Regions from separate parts of the Sus scrofa genome. Here all the other regions are linked to region 3. Evidence: chromatin contacts called from public Hi-C and HiChIP or PLAC-seq data. All regions are on one chromosome and are shown on one strand. Each heading gives the region's core, a stretch centred on a gene start, on an enhancer-like site or on the middle of the called end of the contact. The rest is flanking DNA. Distances are from core to core; before and after follow the strand shown. Region 1 holds the start of GORASP2 (Golgi reassembly-stacking protein 2). Region 2 holds the start of DLX2 (homeobox protein DLX-2). Region 3 holds the start of CYBRD1 (cytochrome b reductase 1).

What was found. Hi-C and Micro-C count contacts between places; a contact is called where the count stands out from the background. HiChIP or PLAC-seq counts read pairs in DNA pulled down with a chosen protein or histone mark.
Region 1: a Hi-C map of skeletal muscle shows a contact between it and region 3, with 6 times the contacts expected there. The contact joins the promoter of GORASP2 here to the promoter of CYBRD1 in region 3. A contact is called at or near these places in 1 of 5 promoter capture datasets (fetal liver), 2 of 47 Hi-C or Micro-C datasets (heart right ventricle and skeletal muscle) and 1 of 2 datasets of contacts at active chromatin or transcription factors (alveolar macrophages).
Region 2: an H3K27ac HiChIP or PLAC-seq map of alveolar macrophages shows a contact between it and region 3. The contact joins the promoter of DLX2 here to the promoter of CYBRD1 in region 3. A contact is called at or near these places in 1 of 5 promoter capture datasets (fetal skeletal muscle) and 1 of 2 datasets of contacts at active chromatin or transcription factors (alveolar macrophages).

Annotation. Positions count from the first base shown.
Region 1 is chr15:77,097,151-77,101,097 of Sscrofa11.1, forward strand. GORASP2 (Golgi reassembly-stacking protein 2) reads left to right here and starts at 2,158. Exons shown (of 11, transcript XM_021074828.1): 1 at 2,158-2,405. The coding sequence starts at 2,343. It overlaps LOC110256942 (a long non-coding RNA gene), which reads left to right and starts at 2,025. Exons shown (of 1, transcript XR_002339024.1): 1 at 2,025-2,408.
Region 2 is chr15:78,201,861-78,205,971 of Sscrofa11.1, forward strand. DLX2 (homeobox protein DLX-2) reads right to left here and starts at 2,404. Exons shown (of 3, transcript XM_003133477.4): 1 at 1,657-2,404; 2 at 977-1,161; 3 at 1-461. The coding sequence starts at 2,053. The coding sequence ends at 57.
Region 3 is chr15:77,646,946-77,650,670 of Sscrofa11.1, forward strand. It overlaps CYBRD1 (cytochrome b reductase 1), which reads left to right and starts at 2,349. Exons shown (of 4, transcript NM_001128452.1): 1 at 2,349-2,548. The coding sequence starts at 2,356.

The DNA.
Region 1 (3,947 bases), core at 908-3,407, 550 kb before region 3:
CCGGCGTTGCTGTGAGCTGTGGTGTAGGTTGCAGATGCGGCTCGGATCCCACGTTGCTGTGGCTGTGGTGTAGGTCACAGACGTGGCTTAGATCCTGCATTGCTGTGGCTCTGGTGTAGACTGGCAGCTGCAGCTCCAATTGGACCCCAGCCTGGGAACCTCCATATGCTGTGATTGTGGCCTTATAAAGCAAAAAAAAAAAAAAGAAAGAGAGAGAGGGGGAGGGAGGAAGGAAGGAAGGGGAAAGGAAGAAAAGAAAGAAAAAGGAGGAGGGAAAGAAAGAAGGAAAGAAAGAGAAGAGTAAATGGTCTGTATGGGAAATGCAGGTACTCACAGGGCTGCAACACAGCAGCTTTAAGCAGGGGCTGGAGTTGCGCATCCACTACCTCAGGTCCACAGCTGGTGTTCTGCAAACTATGGCTCCTGTCAGATGTCTGGGAAACAAAAATTTTGACCACTGAACATAGCAACAGCTTATAACACCACCACGAAGAGGATTATAATTGCCAAGCAGAACAAGAATATTTATCAACAAATCTAGCTCTTATACTTACTCCTTTGCGTCAAATTCATTAATTTGTTGAATTAACTGCCAGGTACTCTATTAGGTATTAGGAATACAGAGCTGACTCCACTGCATTCCCTGTCCTTGAGAAGCCTCATAACTGGAGATATCATCTGAATCTTTATATATGTCCCAGGCCTCCTAAAAACCTGGTATTGGTTTATGGACAGCAGAGAAAGAAAAATGATTTTTTTATTTTAAAATTCTAAATACTCTTCTATTGTTACAAAAGCAGTCCATGAGTATTTCAGAATGTAGCACCAGCAAAGACAAACCAAACCAAAAAAAAAAAAAAAAAAAAAAATTCCATCACTACCAAGGGGTCACCATAGTAATGCTTGGTTCATATCTTGCTACATCTTCATACACATACTCTGCGTTAAGGTGTATTTGGTTTACAAAAATATGTCTGTATTGTTTACAGACATATTTTGCCTTATAACCTGGTCTTTTTTCAGTCAATAATTTCCACTTTTCCAGGACAATTAATGCTTTACCTTCAAATTCTCAGTATTCACATTTTCCCAATTGAGCCCAAACTGTCCTTTACAGCTTATTTTTCCAAATCAACCCCTAACTCATGGCCTTTCATTGCACCTCCTGGCTATATTCTTGATTATTTCTTTTAATCCAGTATAAACTCTTTCTTGTTATTCCGATTTGATGAAAAGAACTGGCCAGCTGTTATGAAAAACGGCTCACTTCCTGTATTTTTGCCTGGTTGCTTCCTTGTGAAATCATTTTACTTATTCCTCTATCCTCTCTTCCTGTAAATTGGAAGATCTAACTAAAGGTGTGAAAGGAGCAAGGTAAACATTTTGGACCAGAGTACTTCACAGGTGATAACAGGTACTTCATGTTGCTTCACATCAGAATACACATGCTCTGATATCTGGTTGATCCACCGTAAGTGATACTCAAATTGACCCGTGGGCAATGGCCATAACTGCGGGGTTTTAGAAGGGAAGGGGCAAAAGGAGCAACCGAGTAGGAAAACTGTGACCACAAGTTGGCTAACTGAAGGAAGCGGGGTGGAGAACTGAGCAGCAGGCGGTGGAACTCCAAGGGCATCCAACTGTGCTCCCCACTCGGGCACCGCTCAGTTTGTGACGATCTTTTTCTCATAATTAGGGGAAAAAAAACAAAGAACTTCGGCGGGTCCTCCATGACTCTTTAGGACAAGTGCTTTATGAAGGGAGCGTTTTCCTTTATAAAGAGGTGAGCGGAAGCGCTATCTGCCCACGAAGATACCCTACCACGCTCCTCCGTACAACCTGGGAGGAGTACTTTAAACTCAGAGAAGAGGGAACTCGTAGTGTTTGCATCCACCCGGTTCTTTTCAACAGCAGCCCCTTCCTGGTCTCTGGCCACCAGGCGGAGCTACAATCAAACAACTCTTCTTGCAGGCTAGCGGGAACGCGGCTTAGATGAATCTTGTCAAGCCCAGGGACCCGTAGCAAGGTGCCAAGGCTGGATGAACCGTATTTCTGCTCTCTCGCGAGCACGAGTAAGGCCCCTCCCCACCTTCCCGCTCCCCCCTCCCCTCGCCTGCTGTACGCTCAGGCTCCTCCCGGTGGTTCGCGGCAGGTGGCGCTGTCGGCGGCGTCGCTGCGGCCCCAGCTGCCGAGGCGACGATCTCCCAGCGGGCAGCGCGGCCCGGCTCTCCCGAGGCAGCGAGTGCCACGTCCCAAGTGCTACGCGGAGGAGCGGAGCGGGTGGTGCGCGGGAGGCGGGAGCTGCGCGAAGCCCGGCCCGGCCACACTGATCGCCCGCCGCCATGGGCTCCTCGCAGAGCGTCGAGATCCCAGGCGGGGGCACGGAGGGCTACCACGTCCTGCGGGTAAGAGCATCGACGGCGGCGCGGGGGTGGCGGGCTGGAGGCGGGGCCCGGTCACGGGGAGGCTGAGGCCCCGACGGGCTTCTTCTTGGGGCAGCCAGGCCGGACCCCGAGAAGGAGCGGCGAGTGCCGGCGCTGCGTTGGCCGAGGCCGGTTCGAGAGGCCGCTCGCATCCCGCCTACCCCGGACTCTCCGGGCCCAGCATCCGGAAGGAGAGGCTGGAGCCAGAGGTGGCAGCCTACGATTTGGCCGGGGGCGGCCCAGGCGAAGAGGGCAACCTCGGCTCCTTTTCCTTTTGAGAGCCTTCTCTGCCCCTCTCCCCTTCATTCTTAGCTCCCAAAGTCAAGGAAGGCTTGGGGGCAAAGTCTGTAAAAGAGGTGATGGTGAAGGTAGCGTTTCTTTTCTGTGAAAAGGAAGTCTGGAATCCGCAGGCTAGGGGAGGGGGATGCGACGGCAGGTGTTAATCTACCTCGGCGCTGTCTGGATGTCGGGAAAGGCCAATTAGGCAAACAAAACGAAATGGCCTAGAAGCAGGTTCGACGTACTTAAATCTGCTTGATTTTCAACTGGACTTTCTTCTGTCCTGTGTCGCTCCTGACCTTTCCAACGCTCCTCTTCCACATTTCCTGCCCAGGGGAACTTCCGTTCTCTTTTTTCTAAGTCTGCTCAGGGTGTGGTGGTGATGAATGTTTAGATCCACAGTGTAAAAGAGGTAAATGGAGAGGAACGTTAAAAAAAAAAAAAAAATCAGGTAAATAAAGGAAAGCAACCTCAGTCCCCAGGACGCAGGGAAACAGTATCTCTGAAAGCATTAGCTAAGTCCCTGCTATGAATAGCCTGGGTTGTTCAGAGCATGTGGTCCTTTCCTCGTGGAACTGAGTGTCTTTAAAAGTAGCAATGTTGATTGTGTGCGTGACACCTGCGTGAGTGATAACATGATGGACTGTCAGCAAACTAGCCCCAATCTGGAGCACCATTCAGTGTAACTAGATATTAGCTCCTGGCTAATTTTCACTGAAAGTAGGAAAGCTCAATCCGTGGTGCTACAGCCATGTTCTCCCTTAGGTCCCATGTTTGAGGTGAGACAGCATTCTTAAACTAAATTACCAGAAGTCTGCTTGATAGGGCTGTCATCAGTCACCTTTCTGATCTTCAGGATTATCACATCTAGTTGCCTCTCCACTCTGCTAAAAATCCCTGTTGAAGCCACACTCTTGGTAGGAGAGTATGATTTTCCCAGAAAATACAGAGAATGTATAAATAAACTATTACCTTCTAATTCCCTTCAGCTAAGCCAGCCCCCAAGTACCACGCTGACGGAAATGGAGGGAGAATGGTCAAATCCCAGTTGTGAAGTGAAACTTGGTGGCAGTACTTTTCTATTCTCTGGTTTGATTCTGAGTTCCTCTGCTTTTGGACTATGTTGTCCAGTATTACCAGATGATTCTCACAGTTGCTGATTGTGGCCATGAATACTGGGATTCGTGATATTTTTATAATTCATGCACTAGGTAAAGCAGTGTTGATGAGTTTTTAGTCTATAAG
Region 2 (4,111 bases), core at 1,154-3,653, 550 kb after region 3:
GAGCTTTGAGAATAACTGGTCTCTGCTCTCTCAGTCTCTGGCGCGGTCTCTGGGGGTTAGAAAATCGTCCCCGCGCTCACGGGGGCGCCCCCGCCGCCGTGGTGATGGTGGTGGTGGTGATGCGGCTGCGGGGTCTGCGTCGGGTGCAGCAGCGGCGCCGCGGCCTGCAGGTGCGTGGCGGAGCTCGAGGCCTGGTGGTACCACGGGTAGTTGCCCAGGAAAGCCGAGGCCGCGCTGCTCGGGCTGGAGCCGGAGCTACCCGCGCCGCTGCCACCGCTGCCCGGGCCGCCGCCGCCTCCCATCCGCTGCGGCGCACCGAAGTCCCAGGAGGCGGGTGCCGAGGCCGGTGGCGAAGCACAAGGTGGCGAGGCGCTGGCCCCCGGGTGCTGCTCCGAAGGGATCTCACCGCTCTTCCACATCTTCTTGAACTTGGATCGGCGATTCTGGAACCAGATTTTGACCTTTGTGGAAAAGGGACCTGAGCATTAGTGGGAGAACTTCGGCCTAGGGCAGGGGTGGGGAGAAGGCGTAGGAAGACGGCCGGTGAGAGGGGCCACCGTAGGCAGGTAAGCCGATCACGTGCCGTCGTCTCGGAGGCTCTGTTGGTTCCTACTCCAAAAAAACAAAACAAAACAAAACAACCCGAGACGGCTGATGTGTGTGCCCTGAGGGGGTGGTGACAGCGGGAGAGGGTCAGTAGAGCCAATTGTTTTACCCGCTTAATCAGTAGTGCGCTGGAAGACAGCTTGGTGCGAGATTTCTGCCCACCCTCGTTCTTTCCTTTTCTCACACGAAGTGGCCCCCTGGGGGATTTCAGCTTCCGGTGTAGAAGTTTAGGCCGCCCAAGGCACGCACGGCCTCGAAATCCTTAAAATCACTTCTAAAAATATTTTAAAGACACAGTCTTGAACCCGCCTGCTTCTCGGCCATCCCCGGCCAGCGCCCTCCTCGTGCCTCCCAGGCCGCGAGCCCTCACCTGAGTCTGGGTGAGGCCCAGAGACGCCGCCAGCTCGGCTCGCTCGGGCAGTGCCAGGTATTGAGTCTTTTGGAAACGCCGCTGAAGAGCTGCCAGCTGGAAACTGGAGTAGATGGTTCGAGGTTTCCGGACTTTCTTTGGCTTCCCGTTTACTATCCGGATTTCAGGCTCGAGGTCCTCTTTCTCTGCAGTGAAGCGGAATCATGAGAACCGCGCGATCAGGGGAGCCCAGGAGTTCCCGCCCGCCAGGAGGGGAGCGTGGAACCTGGCCTAAGCTGGGAGGCGGGTTCTTGGGGACGCTCTGCGGCGCTCAGGCACAACTTCGCCATGGGCGGACCCATGCCGCCACCAAACCAGGGAGCTAGCTCCTCCAGGGAAGGGAGGACGGGAGCAAAAGCGGGAGAAAAGAGCAGCAGGTGGTAAGGAAATGAGGTTACCGAGGCATGCACAGTGCACCCATTCGGCCGCCGAGGCGACCTGGTCCCACAAACTGAGTACCGAGGGACATACCCAGTGATCCTCGGCCGACTGGAAGTTGAGGAGGTAAAGGGCGAGGGGCGAGCGGGGAGCCGGCAGAGTGAAAGGCGAGGGCTCCGGATGGACCCCTGCCCCAATCATTTTTATCCCACCCATCCCAGTAACCAGACCGACTTTGCACCCTAGATGTCAACCACGCATACCAGGTTCGTTGTTGGCCGGGGACGAACTGGTCCCGTAGGGCGCGTAGGAGGTGTAGGCGGCGGTGTAGCCCAGGTCGTAGCCACTCTTGGCTGAATAAGGGACGTTGTTGAGGCCGCTGGCGTGGTACTGGTAGGAACCCATGTGCGCGTAGGGTGAGCCCCCACCGCCGCCTCCGCCGCCCGCTGGGTGTTGCTGGTTGGTGTAATAGCTGCTGTCGGTAGCTGTGGACACCGGGAGGGTGGGCGACTCCTGGGGCTTGTGGAGGCTGCTGCCGTTGCTGCCGCCGGGGCCAGCGCCGCCGCCGCTCGGGGGCTGCTGGTGCTGGTGGTACGTGCTGGAGGCCGTGATCTGGGTCGAGTGCATATCAGCCACCAGACTGTCAAAGACTCCAGTCATCCTGGCCCGGGACGGGAAAGAGCCGGGGTGGCGGGCGCGAGGGGGGTAGTGAGGCGCCTCCTCCGTCTCTCGCAGTCCCCTCCAGCAGCCAATGTAATTACAGTGGGGGAGGGGGGAGGAAAACAAGAAATGTAGCAATGGTCTAGGCAACTCCTCCTCCGGGGGAGGCGATCACCGTGCACTGCTCTGGACAGCTGCCGCGGGCCGCATCCTCTCTCCGCCTCTCGGGCCGCTCGGTCCTTTGCCCCGCGCGGGCTCGGGCAGGGGGCGGGCAGTGGAGGGGGCAGGGGTGGCGGGGCCTGGCCAGGGCTCCGGGAGGTGGGAGCAGGTGAGCTGCCGGGAGCTGCTTTACGATTGTCTGCGGGGCGGGCTCCTGCAGGGTGGGCATTTAACACTCGTCACGTGAGCTCAGGCGACGTCACCTAGCAACAGCCAATCGAAAGCGCCGGGCCGCGAATCTAAGGGCGCCCAGGAACACCCGACGGGGGGGGGGCAGTGTCACTGTGCGGGCGCTGCTGCTGCCTTGGTCTTGGGTGCAGACTGGCGGCTGCTGAATATGACTTACTGGGCGAGGAGTGGAGTGGGGGCGGTGGGGAGTCAGGGTGGCCAGCTTCAGGAGGTCATAAGGCGTGAAGATGGAGACCGGCATTTCGCCTCAGAGGAAGAGGAAATTGGGGTCTCCCATTCCATTCTGCGTACAAGTGCCAACCAATTCCAGTGATTCGTACCTTCATGTCCGAGGTCAGCTTTCCAACATTAATTAAAGGAAAGCAGTGTCGAAAGCCCAGCCAGCTCTAGCTCCGCTTTTCCTCAAAGGGTCTGGTGTTTACTATTTTCAGCCACTCTGCACTCCAGCCAATTGATTTGATTTAAATTATCCATAAACTACGGATAATACCTGCTTCCTAACCGACCCACAGAGATATTAGGACAATTAATTCGATACTATTTAAACTATTTTCCTTGTCGTTTGAGAGAAAAGCTATATAAATTCAAAGGTTGCTCTTATTATTAAGGTTATTGCTAATGATATATTTGAAACCGTTTTCCCTTGTACTTTTCTGACATGCAGAGACTCAGAGTAATTACGTGTATCTGGTGGCTAATTGACAACTGATAAAACGATCCTGAGGATTTCCTCTATAGGAAAGCTAGACTAAACTGACCAGATGGCCTTCAAAGTACATTCTAACTTTATAATTCCACGTTTTTACGAAAAAGGAAATGGGATAATTTTTCAGTGAGAGAGTCATCTCGATGCTACAAAACTTGGTACGTTTACAGAAACAAATAGAAAAGTTTTATCTCTCGCACTTAACCCTGTTTTTACAATTTTTTCACTTTAGGACCATGTTTTGCCCTATCATCGCAATTTCCTCTTTTAAGTCTCAAGTGTCGACCTCCTCTCTATCTCTATTACCTGGTGATTGGGAATCATGGCCCAGAGTGGAAGAACTCTCGACTTTACTGAACTCCGCAGTTCCTGCCTTGTGGCGCCACCTGGTGGAGGTGTTTGTGGTTGCGGCGGGACCAGTAGACGGTTTAATCACGCCTAGGCGCCAGTCTTTGAAACACCCCAAAAGAACAAAATAGTAATTAAAAGCCACAAAATTGTGCTAGTGCGCACCATCTGAAGCACCCCTTTCTAAAGACATAACATTTTGCTGAAAGAACTTGTTACAACAACTGCCTAATGGAAAACAAGTTGATACTTTGAAAAATATCATCTTTGGTTTTCTTCCCCAGAAAAAGCAAGTGTGTAATTAAAACTCCAGCATCCACACAGAACACTCTCTGCAGAATAGTGAGGTGGTAATCCACCTTCAAATCTTCCAGATTTAGTTCTTAGTCTTCCTTTTGGTTTCAAAATGCCCCTGGATGAAGAGGGCTGAGCTAGATAGAAAGCTTTGGGAGATGGGGCTCACCGCCATGGGACATATAGCCTGCTGCTTTGTGGGCTCCAGTCACAAAGTTAACCTCTTGATATTTAATCAGGATTGCCTTTTGGTGTCTTGACACCAAATTCCAAGTTTTTCTGTCACCACAGTGGTAGCTGTT
Region 3 (3,725 bases), core at 1,099-3,598:
AAGGTGTTGGGTTGAAAGGGTGAAGAAGAAGTTACCTGGGGACAAGGACTAGATACTTTTACAGAGAAGAACAGGGACACAATGACATTGTTGTGAAAGAATTACTAGTTAAAGGTCAGAGAGGAAGAGAAACAGCATAAAATTAAACAAGGAATCTTTGTAGCACTCAGGAATCCCAAAAACCCTGAAAAATTAAAACTGGAAGATTCAGTGACAGTTTCTGTTTGTCTCTGCTCTACCCTCACCCTTCTCCATGCTGCTGTGTCCTGGGAGCTGACCTATATGCGACACATCATCTTCCTTCCGGGTTTCAGACGAGCTTCAGCCATTTGGAAGGGAAGAGAGTAAGGCTAGACCAGTCACGCTGCCTCCCATTTTCCTTCCCTGTAGGGTCCCTGCAGGCTGGCTGTATCCCTCAACTCAAGGCCCTAGCCCTAGTCAGGCTGCCCTCTCCACACTCCTCTCTCTGGGTGTGTCTCTGTCTCTTTCTCTCTCTAGATTTCAGTAACCCTCTCCTATTCAAGCTGGGGCACTGCAATGCCCTTGTGGTTTCTCACACCCTGCCCACAACTTTGTAAATAGCCCTGCTCGTTGTTAAATTGCCCAATCAGAAGGAGTAACCTGTTTCCTGCCCAGAGCCCTGACTGACCCACTCAGTCCCATTCTTCTCCCAACAAACATGCCAAGGAAGTCTAAAATGACAAGGACTACCTAACCTCAAGGGGGCTGTCTGGGGAGTGGAGACAGCCACAGAAACAGATGGTCACAGCCCATCTTTTTTTTTTTTTTTTTTTTTTTTTTTTTTTTTGTCTTTTGGCCATTTCTTGGGCTGCTCCCGCAGCATATGGAGGTTCCCAGGCTAGGGACTGAATTGGAGCTGTAGCCACCGGCCTATGCCAGAGCCACAGTAACCCGGGATTTGAGCCGCATCTGCAACCTACACTACAGCTCACGGAAACACCGGATCCCTAACCCACTGAACAAGGCCAGGGATCAAACCTGCAACCTCATGGTTCCTAGTCGGATTTGTTAACCACTGAGCCACGACAGGAACTCCGGTCATAGCCCATCTTGATAAGTGTGCAGAAAGGCACTGGTTGGGGAAGTGGGTGGAAGTGTAACACAGGGGCATAGGCAGACCCAGGGAAGGTTTCTTGGTGAAGATGGAGTTGGGCAAATATAGAGACAGAGATATGGGTAGGCAGTGGTCAGAAGCTGGGAGAGAAGCAGTGAACATTAGGGTCAGACCATAGAAAGCTTTATACTGCTGGGAGGGGTCCTTCTTTTCCATTTGCTTCCTTTCTTTTTCTTTCTTTTTTTTTTTACCACAGAGGGGAAAATGACACCAGTGAAGTCCACAGCTTCTTACTCTTAAACCTCAATCTTACCCCACTACCAGTGCTTGACACTCCTACTTCATTGCCTAAAACCTGTCTTTTCCCTTGAAAATCACTCCCATATACCACCTGCACATGCCGAGGTCTTTAAAAATGGCAACACGACAATATGGGAAACTGTTCTTGGAGATGAGTAGGAAGACGGCTAGAAGTGAACTTTTCCATATGCATTCTAGGATCCCTAATCGCCAGAGCCTCGTTTTCTTTAGCAGCAGTGGATAACCTCCAACGCTATTTCTTGTCCAATGAAGAAGGATGAAATTAATGTTGGAAAGAGAGCAGGGAGTGAGTGAGCTTCACTCCACCAAGGTGGGGCTTTAGGCCAAATAGGTTGGAGCAGGTGGTACTTATAAGATCCATTTTTTATCACACAGGGGCAAGTCCAGGCTCCAGGAGGTGTCTGTCTTCCTTTTCTTAAGCACAAGCGGCACCGTAGTTTCCTTGCTAAGGCCAGGTCCACACTATCCCACAAGCTCCTCCTTGGCATCAAACAGAGCCGATCTTCGAGGACTGAGGCTCAGGAGACTTCTAGTCAAAATCACACCCACAACGCCAGTGCGCACCACTGCCTTACTCAGCCTTCCCTCAAATAAGGAAGCGACACGGGAAGAGTTAAAAGAAAGTGGTGGGTATGGACTCCTCCGAACGCTCGCTCGTAACTAACTGGATTGGTTTCTCCAGCTCTCTGCAAATTCAGATGCTGGGCCAGGAGGGGCGCAGCGAGAGCTCTGGGCGGCTACGGGATCCCGAGGGTGGGGCTGGTCTCTGAGCGACCGCCAGCTGCGCACCACCGAGGCCCCGCATCCCCGACAGGCCCGCGAGAAAGCCCCTCCCCCGGGCGGAGACAGCTTCAAGAAGTCGACGCCGCGTCCCGCCGCGGGGCCAGTACCCAGAGGCTGCAGCGGCCGCCGCTTCGTCGAGTTCCTGCGGCTGCCACCGTGCGGAGTATGGGGCACTGATGGCCATGGAAGGTTACAGGGGTTTCCTGGCGCTGCTGGTGTCGGCTCTGCTCGTCGGCTTCCTGTCCGTGATCTTCACCCTCATTTGGGTCCTCCACTACCGAGAGGGGCTCGGCTGGGACGGGACTGCGCTGGAGTTTAACTGGCACCCAGTGCTCATAGTCACCGGCTTCGTCTTCATCCAGGGCATCGGTACTGGCACTTTCTGGGAGGCGGAGGGGCCGGAGGGGCCGGAGGTTCCCGACCGAGCACCCACCGAGTGGGGCTGAGCGAGGGAGGGGGTGAGAGAGCAGCGCTCGGGCTCGCGGGGGGAAGCCGAATCCCCCGGCGCGGCGCTGGAGAGAGGGGGGCGGGTTCCGGGACTTCGGGGCCGCTGGCCCGGCCGACTTGGGCGAGCGCGGGAGTCCGGGTGCTGGGGCGGGGCGCGTGGGGCGGGAATTCACGGCAAGACGCTTAGCGAGGTCGCATGGGCACCGGCGGAGCGGGGAGGGTCGGCCCGAGCACGCCGGCCCGGCTGGGTAACTCTTTGCTGCAAGTGGCTGCAACGCACGACGCACTTGCGGTGCCCCCACGACGCCAGACGCGGGAACGGAGGAAAGCTGCGGGAGTGCCTTGCGGCCCCGCAGCCTTCGACCCCGGAAAATAGCCCCCTGAGGCGCGAGCCTGCGCAGTCAGGGGCGCGGAGATATCTTGAGGCGAGGCCTTGAACTTGCTTCAAGGCTGCAGATGAGGAGAGGAAAACAGCGAGGGGGGGAGGGGAATGAAGGGGCGAGAATTTGCCCCTTCTTTTATCTCGTCCTCAGTCCTGAGCGAAGGGGCCAGTCAGCGGTCGGCGGGTAGCCAAGGTGGGTGAAGAAAGCATCAGTTCTGGTTTCACGCCTTCTACAGCGTTAAACTCAGTCGAGCCCGAGAAGCTGCCAGGACTCCAAAAGGGTGTTTCGCTGCCAGGCTTGGTCATTGGACAGTCTTGAGTCCGACTTGTTTTTGCGGCTGCTGACTGGAGAAAGTTCGCCTGCGGGGCTTCCGGTTGGGCGCTGGCCCGGAACGCGGGGCGGAGGATGCCCGTAAGGGGTCCGCAGCGGGCCGTGGCCGCCCTGCTGGGAGAGATGCTTCTGCTTGGGACATATTTGGGGCTTGCTCCGTCGGCCTGCATTCTCTGGGATGTGGCTGGCGCCGAGGGAGGGCTCGGTGGATGGCATTTTGGAGTTTTGGTTTTTGGGGGGGGCTTTTTTTGAGATATTATTGATATATTAATTTCAGGTGTATGACAGTTATGGAAATGATCACTATAATGTCTAGTTAACGTCCACCACCTCACATAGTTACATTTTTTTCCCCCTTGGGACGAAAACTTTTAAGATCTAGTGTC